Linked DNA regions of Mus musculus: all the other regions are linked to region 1. The links are chromatin contacts, called in public Hi-C maps. All regions are on one chromosome and are shown on one strand. Each heading gives the region's core, a stretch centred on a gene start, on an enhancer-like site or on the middle of the called end of the contact. The rest is flanking DNA. Distances are from core to core; before and after follow the strand shown.

What was found. Hi-C and Micro-C count contacts between places; a contact is called where the count stands out from the background.
Region 2: a contact with region 1 is called in a Hi-C map of uterus, with 4 times the contacts expected there. The contact joins two enhancer-like sites. A contact is called at or near these places in 1 of 484 Hi-C or Micro-C datasets (uterus), 2 of 115 datasets of contacts at active chromatin or transcription factors (astrocytes and embryonic stem cells) and 1 of 9 other capture datasets (embryonic stem cells).
Region 3: a contact with region 1 is called in a Hi-C map of uterus, with 2.9 times the contacts expected there. The contact joins two enhancer-like sites. A contact is called at or near these places in 1 of 484 Hi-C or Micro-C datasets (uterus), 2 of 115 datasets of contacts at active chromatin or transcription factors (both in embryonic stem cells) and 1 of 9 other capture datasets (embryonic stem cells).

What each region holds. Positions count from the first base shown.
Region 1 is chr4:86,027,850-86,032,145 of GRCm38.p6, forward strand. It overlaps a transcript of Adamtsl1 not described here. Among named protein-coding and RNA genes, the nearest start is that of Adamtsl1, 24 kb to the right of the region's middle. Within about 2 kb of position 2,507, at least 35 of the 459 cell types and tissues checked have an H3K27ac peak or open chromatin away from gene starts, as enhancers often do. A contact at or near this core is called in uterus, where this site is marked.
Region 2 is chr4:86,293,466-86,298,082 of GRCm38.p6, forward strand. The region is part of intron 15 of Adamtsl1 (ADAMTS-like 1); the gene reads left to right. Among named protein-coding and RNA genes, the nearest start is that of Gm33730, 150 kb to the right of the region's middle. Within about 2 kb of position 1,621, at least 31 of the 459 cell types and tissues checked have an H3K27ac peak or open chromatin away from gene starts, as enhancers often do. A contact at or near this core is called in uterus, where this site is marked.
Region 3 is chr4:86,334,820-86,339,388 of GRCm38.p6, forward strand. Adamtsl1 (ADAMTS-like 1) reads left to right here. Exons shown (of 29, transcript NM_001368621.1): 17 at 2,019-2,198. Among named protein-coding and RNA genes, the nearest start is that of Gm33730, 100 kb to the right of the region's middle. Within about 2 kb of position 2,597, at least 11 of the 459 cell types and tissues checked have an H3K27ac peak or open chromatin away from gene starts, as enhancers often do. A contact at or near this core is called in uterus, where this site is marked.

The DNA of each region.
Region 1 (4,296 bases), core at 1,257-3,756:
CCTCATATTTTTATATAATGTCTCTTAATGAATCTATAGTTCACCAATTTGTCTAGCTAGAATAGCCTACAAGCCCCAATGGCTCCTCTGTCTTTGCCTCCCCAGAGCTAGAAATTATATATATATATAGTGCTGGTTTCAAACTCAGGTCTTCAAATTTTCATAGCAAGCACTTCACAGACTGAGGCATCTCTCTTACCATATCTTATTACATAAAAATGGCTAAGTAGTAATAAACACCAGCATTTGCTTATTCTGATTTTTATGTTGTGACATTCCACTTTATTGAGGAATAAACAAAGTAAAGATATTTTACTGTACATGAGAAGTTAGCAAGTGATTGACCAAGAAGTAAGTATTATTCACGATTCCTGTCTAAGTTTCTGGACATAGGTTGAGAGATGGCTCAGTCGGTAAAGTACCAGCTGCAGAATCAGGACAATGCAAAGTCAGATCTCCAGAACGCACACATGGAAGTCATACCTATAATCCTAGACTTCAGGTGAGACAGAAACTCGAGGACCTAGGAAGCTCATTGGCTACCCAGTCTTGCTGCAGGTTCAGTGACTCTAAAAATCAAGGTAAAAGGTGATTAAGAAAAGATGCCAGACATTGACCTTGGGCCTCCAGCTGTGTGTGCACACACATAAGCATTCCCACATATGTCCATGAGTAGATGCACATCCCATACACATGCATTACACACAGAACACACACACACACACACACACACACACGCATGCATGCATGCACACACACACACACACACACGCACAAATGTCAACTGTTGCCAGTATTTGACTCTTTGACTGGTAACATCTAGAATTTTTTCATTTGACTTTTTTGTATTAAATGATCATCAGTCCCCTTTTGCTTGTTTCCATTTAGAAAATTCGAAATGTTAAAACACCTACATTTCTTGTAAAGTGGGAAAAATTATACCTAATAAGATTCAGAACAGTGTGCATAGAACAAAAAGAAGCCAGTATTAACTATTATACTTCTATACCAAATATTTTAGAGTGCCTTACACTTAATCCTTGTTATGTTGATGTATCTCCTCCCACATTTTTTTAAGATGAAGTCTTTTTTGTGGCCCAAGCTAACTTTGGACTCACCAACCTTCTGCCTCTACCTCCCCAGACATGTTCGCTATGACAGGCTGTTCCTTGTTTTCTAGAAGGAACTGGCAGCAGGAATGTTGGTAGCTGGCTTTCGATCATGTAGCCAGGAAGTGACAGAGCCAGGCTTTGATTCCAGAACCTAAGACATCTTTCCCTACTGCACAGCACATTAGCTCAGCTGTTGATCACCTCCAGCGGGAAGGCAGACGTTTAATAAATGCCCAATGGAATAGGGAAGAGAAAAAGCCACTGAGCAATGATCTTTTAGGATTAAAGTTCCAGAAACACTATATGCAGGCTTAAGTCTAAGATGGAAAGTAAATCTCACTTCCAAATTCTCAGTGGGAAGGTATACCCAGGGGGGGTGTTGACATCAATATTAGTCTGGATTTGTGCTGGCACGCATATGTGGTTCACTCAAAGCATTTTAAAAAGATGAACTAAAATCTCTGTGCTACTCCGGATTTATTTTTCTTTCTTTAAAATGCAAAAATAATCAGGTATGGGCTTTATCGGCAGGATTTAACATCAGTCAAAAGTCTATCAAATTATAAAAAGTATTCATCACAGAGAGTCAACAGCGAGTGTGCTGAGCAGGCAGTTTGGGCTGGCATGTTTATTGTACTGTGAATATGCAGAAATGGGACCATACAGAAAGCCAGGTGGGTCCATTCCAAGTCTGGACAATCTTTGCAAGCCACAGGAGGTGCTCAGGGCAAGTTGGTTCTCGAAGGAAGTGCAATCAGAAAAGCCAGTGGCACATAATGTTACTAGAAACAACTGCATCTGTGTGTAAACGTGCGTTCCCCCCACACCAGTTCTTCCCTCCGTCCTTCTAAACCAGAAAGGACTTTCACCCTTGGCATTCTTCTATTTGTCTGATAGCAAAATGAAACCTGCTTTGGGACCCAATCCAAAGAAAAAGTTTCATTCCAAAACCTTGAGAAGATGTTCTTGTGTGGTGACATCCTGAGAAAGGCAGTCTTGAGTGTGAGCTGAAGACAGTCCTGATGAGTGAGGGTTGCTTTCAAGTTTCAAATTGACATTTTTTTTCTTTTTTTTTCTTTTCTTTCTTTCTTTCTTTTTTTTTTTTTTTTTTAAGCAAAACTTTCCTTTAGCTGGAGGGGAGGTGAGGCAATCACCAGATCTGGGCCACACAATTGCTGTGCTGATTGTTGACATATTTTTTTGACTAGTTTGGAACAATGGTAGTAGAGAGTGTTTTGAGTTCTGTTTACCACAAGGAACAAAAATCAAAATAAATATCCAATTGGCTTCATAGTGAAGCAAATATTTTCTGCATTATGTAGTAATGAAAGTCCGTGTACACTGTAAATAAAGTTTGCTCAAGGGCTCTGTGAAAAAAAGCCAAGTGTGAAATGACAGCCAGGATTCTACTACAGAGCAAAGAGAGCTTGGAAATTAGTCACAATCCCTGAGGCTGGGGGTTGGAGAATGTTTGCTTTGGTGCCTTTTTATTCTGTAGAAAGTGTAAAGTGCTGGTAGGATTGGCTGCATGCCCTCTGTGTCATTATTCATCGAGATAGTGGGGAAAATAGATGTCATACCTATGGGGAGGTCGAAAGGGGAGACACCACAGACCTCTGTGGGGGAAAAGAGAGCCCTCAAAAGAAAGAAAACTAACAGCATCCTAGTGTTCCGTAAAAGGTCAACTTGGCTCGTCTGTTCACCTGATGAAAGCCGAACCCTAGCCACAGTAGAGTCTGAGCAAGAGGACCCTTGAAGGATTTGACCTCAGACAGACCTATACAAATCCCTCTCAAATGTCCAAAGTCATTCATTGCTTCTTAAAATGAGACTCCTGGCTCCACCCACTGTTCCTCACCTCGCTCTGTACGAATGCTCCCAAGGAGAGCAATGGCGGGGGCTCTGTAGTGATAGGAGCCTGAACTCGGATGTATAAAAACTTCCGCAGTGCTGAGGATTCATGCGCGGTCATGGGAGAAATCCTGTTTGGTTTGTCCATAAACTTTCAGTAGAAAGCTTTGATAGCCCCGCAAACATTTTCAGAACTCCATAAAAACAAAAGATCCGTACGCCCCCTTTCTAACCAGAAAACATGAGAGAACATAAAGTAATTAATAAACAAAACCCTAAGTCTCACTAAGGAGTCCTTTTGTTACCTTCTGAATCCCCAGTTAAGCATCCCTCCAGGGGTTTGCTCTTTTGTGTTGCTTTTGCTGAGCTACTCAGGGAAAAATGTCAAGGAGCCTTGGAGAGAGACGTTTGGCACGCAGAAGCAAGGGTCTGCTGCCAGAGGCCAACGTGGGAAGGACAGACGCAGGACGCTGGATGAGCGAGTCATCCAGTTGGTGTCAAGGGAGAATGATTGCTATTGTAATCAAACCAAGAAGCTTGAAAACTACAGCGATATTGGGGCCAAGCGTCACAGCAGCCAGGAACAGAGCAAAGCATTATAAAGGTCATGCCCTACCTCTCAAATGTTTCACTTCCAAGCCCGGAAACCTTAAGTTAGAAAAATCACCTACCAAAAGCACGTTTTAAAGCTGACCTTAAAGTTCATCATTGTGAATTAAAATAATGGCAAAAACAAAGGTTCTGAAGAGTTATAAATATTAACATAATTCTAGATGGTTTCTACCAGACTCTGAATACCACACCAAGTAAATAATCGTACTGTCCATTAATGTGTATGCTAGGCATTTGCTCTAGCCTAGTCTCTGTGGTCTCTACAATGTAACTACTTCTCTGACGTTGCCTTCTACAAAGCATCCTGTGCCAAAACTGTGACCACTCCATCATACCTCTCTGTGAGAAGGAAATGTGTATATAAAATGTACACATTTGTGTGTCTATAATCTCTCAGTGGTGAGATAATTTTGGTTATTAGTAGTATTAAGCAATATACATTTTGATGGTTAATATCCTTTTCTTGAAAATGTGTCTATGAGTATAATATACAGGAACTTTCTTTGTTCTTGTTCAAATACTATGCCCATTTATGGAGAAAAACTATTCATTGCCAGGAGAAACAATTACTGAAAAATCATATGTACATGTTTCTATGTATGTATATTTAAATTTTTTGTGCGGTATACTTTGATTATATTTTCCCCTTCCTCTATCTATTTCCAGATATTCCCTACCTCCTAGCCATGAAATCTTCTGTGCTTTTAACTTTCATACTTAC
Region 2 (4,617 bases), core at 371-2,870, 260 kb after region 1:
CAACCAATAGAAGTTGACGGGGAGAGAATCCGTTTTCTCTAGGGATGAACCCCCTAAGAGGTTTTTCAATCCTAAGTGGTCAATTCTAAACACATGTACATTCAAGCAACACTAAATAGGCTCAGTAGATTGTGTGTGTGTGTGGGGGGGTGTGTATGGGGGTGTGTGTATGCATATAAAACAATCTAACAATGTTATAGACGAGATCATGAATTCAAGATGAGGTGAAGGGACATGAGAAGAACTGGAGGGGGAAAGAAAGGTAAAATGATGTGATTACAGTGCATTCAGACTGTATTTGTTTCCTTAAAACAAAAGATTTTTTTAAAACTCCTCAAGCACAGCAGTAGTAATCAGGGCAGAAAGGTAACCTCCCCCCCCAACCCCACCCTTAACCAGCTTAGTCACTTTTTGCTCCCTTTCTTGCCCAGAGAGAGATATGCTGGTGGCTTGGTATATATGCATCAAGACTACCTTTCATAAATTTATATATGTTTGTGAACATACACAAATATACAAGGCTCTGATATTTGTAAACAAGATCTTACTGCATTTATTGCTCAGAAGGTTCAAGTTTTCACTCAGCCCCACTCATGAGCTATGAAGCTTTCCCATCCCCGAGACATTCAAAACGATGAGCAAGTAGATGTAGACCTGTGGTCCAAGCCTCTTGGGCCACTTCTCACTAACCTTTGAAGGGCTATGGACGTTTTTAGATCTTCATTCTCTTCTTTAAAATGGGGAAACATTTTATAATGCTGGGTATAGTGAGTCACGGCGACAACTTCAGTACTTAAGGGACTGAGGCAAGTGGATTGCCATGGAGTTGTGGTAAGCCTGGGCCAGCATAGTTCCAGGCCAGCATAGGCTACAGGGTGAGACTCTGTCAATAACAAAAACAATAATAAGATCTGTGCTGCGGTGTAGCTCAGTGTCAGGATGTTTGACCAGCATGTATAAGGCCTTGGGTTCAAATACTCTGTACCCCCAACACACACACACACACTCTGCTAGGTATAAAAACACAATTCTAAAGTTCCAGAACTCAGATATCAAATTAAGAGGATTATGAATACCAGGCCTGCCTAAAATACCTGAGCACCCAAGTCTGCCTCAAAAATTAAAAATTAAAAAAAAAAAAAAAACAAAATCACAATCATCACCCAGAGAAATACGTGGTCATCTTTTAGTTTAGCTGAGAAACAATAGTCATAATTTCCATGAAAGCATGATTTTTTAAATTCAAGACTTAAATTCGATTAGATTTGAGCTAAGTCTTAATAAATAAGTTACTATCTCCCTGGTTTATAATAGCAGTGACATGAGCAGCCAAAGAAAACCAGAAAGCACTACTTTTTTTTTTTTTAAATGTATGACTGTTATTAATTATAAGCATTTGATAGCTCCACCAGTGTGTGTTGAAAAGATTTGGTAAATGTATGTGGAGGAGGGGAACGGAGTTAGAAATGAAAGCCAGATGGCTGAAAATGAAGGAAATTCCAGGCAATTTCTGCAGCTTTGTTCTAACATACTTCTTAAACTAAACTTTTATTTCTGTGCAACAGAGAACAGCTGAGTGGTGCCGGGGAGATAAACAGTGGAGGGGGGAGCTCCTAATTCCAGGAATGGTATTCAGTCTCTTCCCTCTCCCTCTCCCCACCCTCTGCACTAGCCCTAATCTCTGCTCAGTCCTAGGACCTTTCTGAGAACCAACAAGAATCAAAGAAGCTGAGAATCCTTATTTAAAGGGACTGTTAGGGTCAAAGAGTCCTCTCTTTAAAAGCAGACCAGAACACCCACTTTATTGTGCACTAACAAGACCCATGCACACTGACAGCACGTGATTTCCAATTTCAACTTTTCTTTTATATTCCCTTAAAAATGGCCAGAGCGAAAGGTGTCGCCTTTTAAGACAGCCGTGTTTTCATTGAGTCAATGGAGCTTTCAAAGCATGGCAGGCACCCTGGTCCTGTTTTAAAGGCTGTTATTTCACCGTGCTCTCTGAAGACTGGTTTACCTTCTGCTGCTTCCCTAAAGCTCCCATATGCTGACATGCTGCTTCTCAGCTCTGTCCACACTAACTTTTAAATTCAAAAAGAGAAAGCACACCAAAGCTCACCATCATCCACAGGCATTAAGTCCAGATTTGGAGGACATGTTCAGATGCCCTTAGAGTAATAAACTCTTACTAACAGGCAGTCATCTTAATGTCTAGCAGGCTTTTGGTACCAGTCCTCAGAACACAACACCCCATCTTGAAGATGTCACCTGTTAAGGGACAACCTCAAAACAGCAATTGTTCCAAGGGAGCTTGAGGCCTCAGGGCTGATTCTTCCTGGAGGAGCTAGAGCCCACGCTGTATGATGAAGCATAAAAGCAGGATTTATCCAGGCAAAGGAAAGAGAACATTTTTTCACACAAAGGAAAGGACAAGAAGTAGGTGCCATAAAGAACAGGCAGAGGCCACACCCATGGAGGCCTCCGGTCCTAAAGCTGCTTAGACTGTATTTCCTACAGTAAGTGGAGCTCAACAAAGAAGCTTAAACAAGGTCATAAAAGGGCCAGTCTTTCTTGGATAGAGATGACCCGTGCTGACCACCCAAGCCAATAAAAACAGTGATGGTTAGCTTTTATTACCTACCACCTATGTATTGTATCGCAATTGTTTCTCATGTAGAATCAGAAATGGTATCGTCTGTGTAATATTTTCATTGACAAAATGCAATGCAAATGTCGGCATTTTGTTTGCCCCCCTCCAGTAACCCAGTATGTGCTGACTGAGCCTGTCAACTTGTCAGGATAATGGTGCTACAGGTAAGGGGATCAAAAAGGAAGTCATGATCAAGCTAGCTAGTGTTACTTGATCACTGAGGCCCTCCCCATACTACCATCCTGAGATCCTTTGAAGATAAGGATTATATTTCCTATAAAATAAAAGGTTTGCAAATAAGAAAGAAAATATGCATAGGTTCTATTAGGAAAAACAAACCTGGAACCAAATTTAACACAGAGAAACATCTCTGCACAAAACAGAAACTGGCTTCCATGATAAAGAACCCTAGGGAGACTGCGATTTCACTTTTCATATGAAGCACTTAGGCCTGGCATTCAGAACTTGAGGTCAGCTATAGACTGAAATGGTAAATGTTTTCACCATACCTTGATTACATTTGTCTGTGTGCAAAGACTATAAAACACCCCGCATCCCTCTACTTAGAAGTTTATGATGCCCTTAAAGATAATCAGAATTTCTCTTTGTTCAGTCTCCATTAACTAAGTATTTATTGACTGTTTCCTGTGCCAGGCATTGTGCTGTGGTTATAGTCATGGACAAAACTTGCTTTGTTCTCTGAAGCTGGGAATGCCAGTTCTTAGAGATGATCAAGGCCTGACTATCTGTTCGTTTGTTTGAGTTTTTGTTTTGTTTTGCTTTGGTGCTTGGATTCTATCTGGGGCCTCGATCATACCATCATGCTTGGTCCAACTGAGTTAGCCTCAGATGCACATATTTGAAATCCTGATGTCATGATGAAACATTGGGGATTTTATAGTTCAGAAATCTTACTCCTTACAAAGCAGTTAACAGAACTGAAGCAGCACCTTCAAAGGGAAAACATTTTTTTTTTTTTGGCTTTCCCTACCATCAACTTAGAAAGTCCTGGAGTTAATGGCACTCAAAGATTTGTCCAAGGCTTTTGGACAATATTTGAAACTGTAACAATATTGAAACTTAAGGAACCCCCAAATTTAAGAAACTTAAATGCTTTCTTTTATAAGAGTTGTCTTGATCATGGTGTCTCTTCACAGCAATCTAACAGTGACTAAGACAAACACCAAGAGGAGACTTGGCAATGCTAAATGTTCTGCATCAGAAAAGGGAAGATCCCTTAAAATGAGAAAAAAAAAGGATGGGGCTTTTGTTTTCCTCATGGCCTGAGGATGCTACTTCAGTTTCTGTAAATCTCAGTCTCAGTCCCCTTACCTCTCAAAGATAATCATTCTGACAGCCAGGGGTGGGGGTGGGGGCACACTCAGGGAAACAAGGAACTTCCCAGTCTAAGGCCTTGTGTTTATTTTTCCTATGCATAGTAGTTTTCCCCAAAATTTCTTAACCAAGTAATGATAGAAGCAGTTAAGGAAATCTATAGATAGAATATCCCATAACCTATGGAGGCCATTTTTATTCAAACCACCACAGTGTTTGGCCTGAATAGAAATCCAATAACGTGTATTTTAAGTACCTTAATGAGGTGAAGAAATGGGAACAAAGAAGACAGAGAATTCAGTGTCCCTGGTTTAGGCACTGTTTTATTACTGTAAAGGACAACAGGACCAAGGCAACTCTTTCTTTAAAAAAGAATGGAGGTAAGGGGCATTTTATTGGGAGGTTGCTTACAGTTTCAGAGTGTTAGTCCATTCTTATCACGTGGTATGGAGCAATAAATGAGAGCTGCATTCTGATCCACAGGCAGAGAGAGAAAGACAGAGACAGAGAGAGAGACAGAGACAGAGAAAGAAAGAGACAGAGAGAGAAATAAAGGAAACAGAGAGACAGAGACAAAGAAAGAGGCAGAAAGAGACAGAGAGACAAAGACAGAGAGAAACAGAGACAAAAAG
Region 3 (4,569 bases), core at 1,347-3,846, 310 kb after region 1:
CTTCTTTCCTTCTTTCCTTCCTGCCTTCCTTCCTTCCTTTTTTCCTTCCTTCCTTCCTTCCTCCCTCCCTCCCTTCCTTCCTTCCTTCTCTCCTTCCTTCCTTCCTTCCTCCCTCCCTTCCTTCCTTCTTTCCTTCCTTCTTTCTTTCCTTCCTTCCTTCCTTCTTTCCTTCCTTCCTTTTTTTCTTCCTTCCTTCTTTCCTTTTTTCCTTCCTTCTTTCCTTCTTTCCTTCTTTCCTTCCTTCCTTCCTTCTTTCCTTCTTTCCTTCATTCCTTCCTTCCTGTCTGTCTGTCTTTCTGTCTTTTATTTTATTTTTTTTTTATTGTATGAGTGTTTTGCCTGCAAGTTTGTCTGACTATCTGCATACAATACTTACCTGGGATTAGGTAACCTAGGATACCTGTGAACTGCCATGTAGGCACTAGGAATCAAACCCTAGGTCCTCTGTAAAAAAAGCCAATGTCCTTAAGTCCTGAGCCATCTCTGCAATCCCTTGACTTGGGCAACAGTATGAATTAGTTTATCACCTTTCTATATAGTAGTCTTATAAGGCTGGAACCAGGTTTAGATAGTCAATGGCTTTCCTGACAGGACTCAGGCCGGATTCCTCTGATTAATAACTAAAGTCCTGCAGTTCCTGCCCCTGGCTATCTGAGCAGTTGATTGAGGTGAGAGCAGGGGTACAATTCAGCCCTAATATCTTACTGGCTACCTAATAAGACCACCACCAAGGAGGGTGACATCTAGCCTGTTGGAGCTACTTTCCTTCAATGCAAACTCTCAGCTTTTGGACCTAGATTAAATGTCTCAAACAACCAGGGCAGCAAGTGAATAACTAGAGACTGTTCCTAAGAAACCAAAGGACACCCTGAAATGTCTTGGTTGAGCTGCACCAACCTAGCAAAGCCATGGTTTAGCATATAAGAACTAGGGTTCTATCAGAGTGTAGTAACAGAAATCTCAAAATTATAGTGGCTTCAAAGACTAAAGAGTATTTTGCATAAGAAGAGGTAGGCAGGGCTTCTCAGTCAACAATGAAACCTACTCTATCTTTTTCCATATCACTCACACCCCATTTGCATATCGCATGCACCCCATGCCAATTCTTGGCAGCAAGGAGCGGTGTGGGTCTCTCTTTAGCTGAGGTCTTTGAAATCGCATACATCCATCTGTTTATATCCCATTGGCCATCGTTTAGTCCAGTGGCTGTGCTTGCCTTCAAGGGAGCTTGCCAAATATAGCCTATACAGAAAACCGTGTACCATGCTAAAAGCTGAGGGCCCTTAAAAGGGAAGGGACAAATACTTGGAGAAAGCCAACAGTCTGTGCCCCAGGAGGCCTCGTTCCTGCCTTAAGCAGCCAGATTATAACGATTAAGTTCCATGTAAACAAAGTGTTTTACTGCGGTCCCTCTGAAAACCACTGACATGAGGCTATTTTTCTTGCATACCAGATTTCAGCGCCTCTGGCTCCCAGTGCCCTTAGAAATCACCAGTCCAGATGAGTTCTTCAGAAACCTGGTTCCTAAATCTCCCATTGCCCAGTGTGGTTGAGTGAGTGCTTGCTTCCACGTGGGGGGAGAGGAGAGTCCTTTCTCTCTGCAAATTAATTTTTTTCTGATGGTTGATTCTGATGGCAGGAGGTCCCTCTTCCTCATGCTGGAAGCTGCACAGATTATTTTCATTGGATCATAAATATGTTGAACACTTTATTATACTAACCTTTTAAACCAGTTCTCTTTAGTGGCTACAAATCACAGTTCAGGGGCAAATTTCTAAGATTCCAGGGCTCCTGAATTCCTGGATGCTCAAGTTAAATACCTGAGATTACAAGTGGGGAGCTACAAAATCTTTGCTACATAATTCACTGCAAAGACAAGAAGCAAAGCCCTTTGACCTGACTCCTGGTTTGTCAAAAACAAAAACGAAAAAACCACCTCCCTGCTCTTTACTCCACCAAGAATCAGGTCGTGATCAGGATCCTTGCCGGTGCTGACCCTTTTTGCTTTGCTTGCCCAGTGTTCCAGGACCTGTGGAGGAGGGATTCAGAAACGTGATGTTCTCTGCAAGCAGCGTATGGCTGACGGCAGCTTCCTGGAGCTTCCAGAGACCTTCTGTTCTGCCTCCAAACCAACCTCCCACCAAGGGTGCAAGAAAGATGACTGCCCCAGTGAGTGGCTTCTCTCAGAGTGGTCAGAGGTAGGTATGCTTCTCTTCTCAGGGTGAGAGAACGCATAGGACAGAAATCATCCCACACAATAGAAAAGAGACCAAAAAGCTCTCCTGACAGTGTGGAATGGCATATTGTAATGCCATCAGTCTATATGGTAGGATGCATAATATCTAGGCTATGGGCTGATTTTATTATGGGGACCTAGGCTATGCAGCCAGCCCTTACCTAACAGTTGAACATCAGAAACCTGTGATTATAAATGGGAACTCCCTCAGACAACCCCAAAACCCAGAGTTCTTCGCGTCTTTCTGCACCTAGCCCCTTCTCCCAACAGTCATGCTCCCACGTCCTACTCCCAGCTCTTTCCAGTCTCTGCTCAGGAAGGGCAAGGCCTCCCTGGTTCTTCTCTTCCAAGTTTCTGGACAATAAAGGATGTGATTTATTAGGAAAAGAAGGCCAAGGAAATCCTGCCTCTTTACTGTTAGTTTCCTGACTCTAAAACTTGAACAACTTCCCAGCAAGAGAACTTGATTTCCCCATTGCTGTGTACTTGGGGAAAGTGGTGGCTCAGCGCTCTCAGCTCCAGATGGTGCCTGGAGTTAGGGATCCCAAACTTAACCTCCAGCTAACCTGCTTCTCCGAGTAATTCTTGTTTTGACACTGGCATGAATCCATTTACATCCAGAGTTAAAAAGTCACCCGGACTGCTTTCAGCTCCAGGATTCTCTTTGAGTTGCCTTTAACTACCCAGCTTCAAAGACCTGAGTGTCTTCCACAGAGAAGTCTAAAAATCATTGCTGTACAAGCAAACTCAGCAACTGGCAGAAAGACTGGTACATCCCAATCATATCCAAGACCCTTCTCTTTCTTGCCTTGGCTTTTTAGTGTATAACATGCAACTCAGTTTGGAACTGCTGGTGGTTTAAATGTGTGTCACAGGAACACTCTCTTCCAGACAGAAAAGGAAGCCTGAGGAAATAAAGATGCCTGACTTCTAAGCACGGAACTCTTGCTTTGTACATTACCAGGCTGTTGAGAGTCCATCTGATAGTGCCTGCTGTGGGAAGTGGGGCTGTACAAGAACCTAAACTACCATCATAATCTATTAGTAAACTTACCTCTGGCTGTGTCTCACCCCAGATGTTTCAGGATAAAAAGGAGAATGGTTATTTGGGCATTCCAGAAACAGTTTGTATTTCAGCAGAATACAAGAATGGAGGGGAAGAGAAAAATGTGTACATATTTAAAGGTGTGTGTACACAGACATGCTGGCTGGTGGTTTTTAGTTGACCAAACTAAAACAGCCATGTTTTAAAGCTGTCCGACCCCTTGCCCCTTGGATGCTTGGATCTGGTACTGTCATTAATGGTCAAACAGATGTCAAATAGAATCTGGAGTCCCTAATCAGCAGGCAACACAGAAGAACAACAGAAAACTGTTGATTTGGGAGGCATTATTACTTAATATAATAAATCATATTAAGAAATGCCTACACAGAAAAGAGCCCTGGTGTATGTGCCAAGCAACAACATCCTGGCCAAGTGTCGATTGGGTGATGGGCTATCATGGATGGGCAATGGAGAGAAGACTATATATGTCTAATAATTGCCACCCCTCCATCCTCTGACATTTGTGGCCTTTGGAGGATATTGAACACAGAACAGTCATTAAAAAGTGATTTAAAAGAAGGACCCTTCTGGTTTAAGCACCAAAGGAAGGAACCCACTGAACCAGATCATATTAAGCCAAGTAGACCATTAGAACAGGATCTTATAGAGCTAAGAGTTCAGACACAATGACAAGCAAACCTGGCTCTAAACTCTCACTCCCTTAGCAACTATACAGCATGAAGCTCATTGCTTCATCTTTCTATCCCTTAGTCTGACTGTATTTGAAATGAAGATAACAGAGTGTATCATGTAGGCAGAGTCTTGATTAAGTGAGACACATGAAGTACTTGTGTCTAGTTTACCTTAACCCTTGTTCCCTACCTTCTGGGTTCATTATCAGGAGAAAGAAGGATCTAGGTAAAACACTCCATTGCCTGCAATGGCTGGGCTCAGGGTCATATTCTAGGTCTCCCTTGTGCTTTGCTCTTCTCCCTAAGGAAATAAAATGACACACTTGGTAAAGTATGAAGGCTTAGCCCTTATCTAAAGTTCTGAGCTATCAGGGTTCATGAATGGAAATTTCTAGCATTGAAGAGAGGCTGGAAATAGTGAGACACAATCTCCCAGAGATACATCTGGGGCTCACTGGTACTAGCCTAGCTTCTTGGGTCAGTGAGAGAGACTCTCCTTTAAGAGAGTTATGTGGAGAGTGACATATTGTAATACTACTATATGTCATCTTCTGGCTTCTGCACATGCAGTGAACAAATGAGAGTTCATGTGCGCA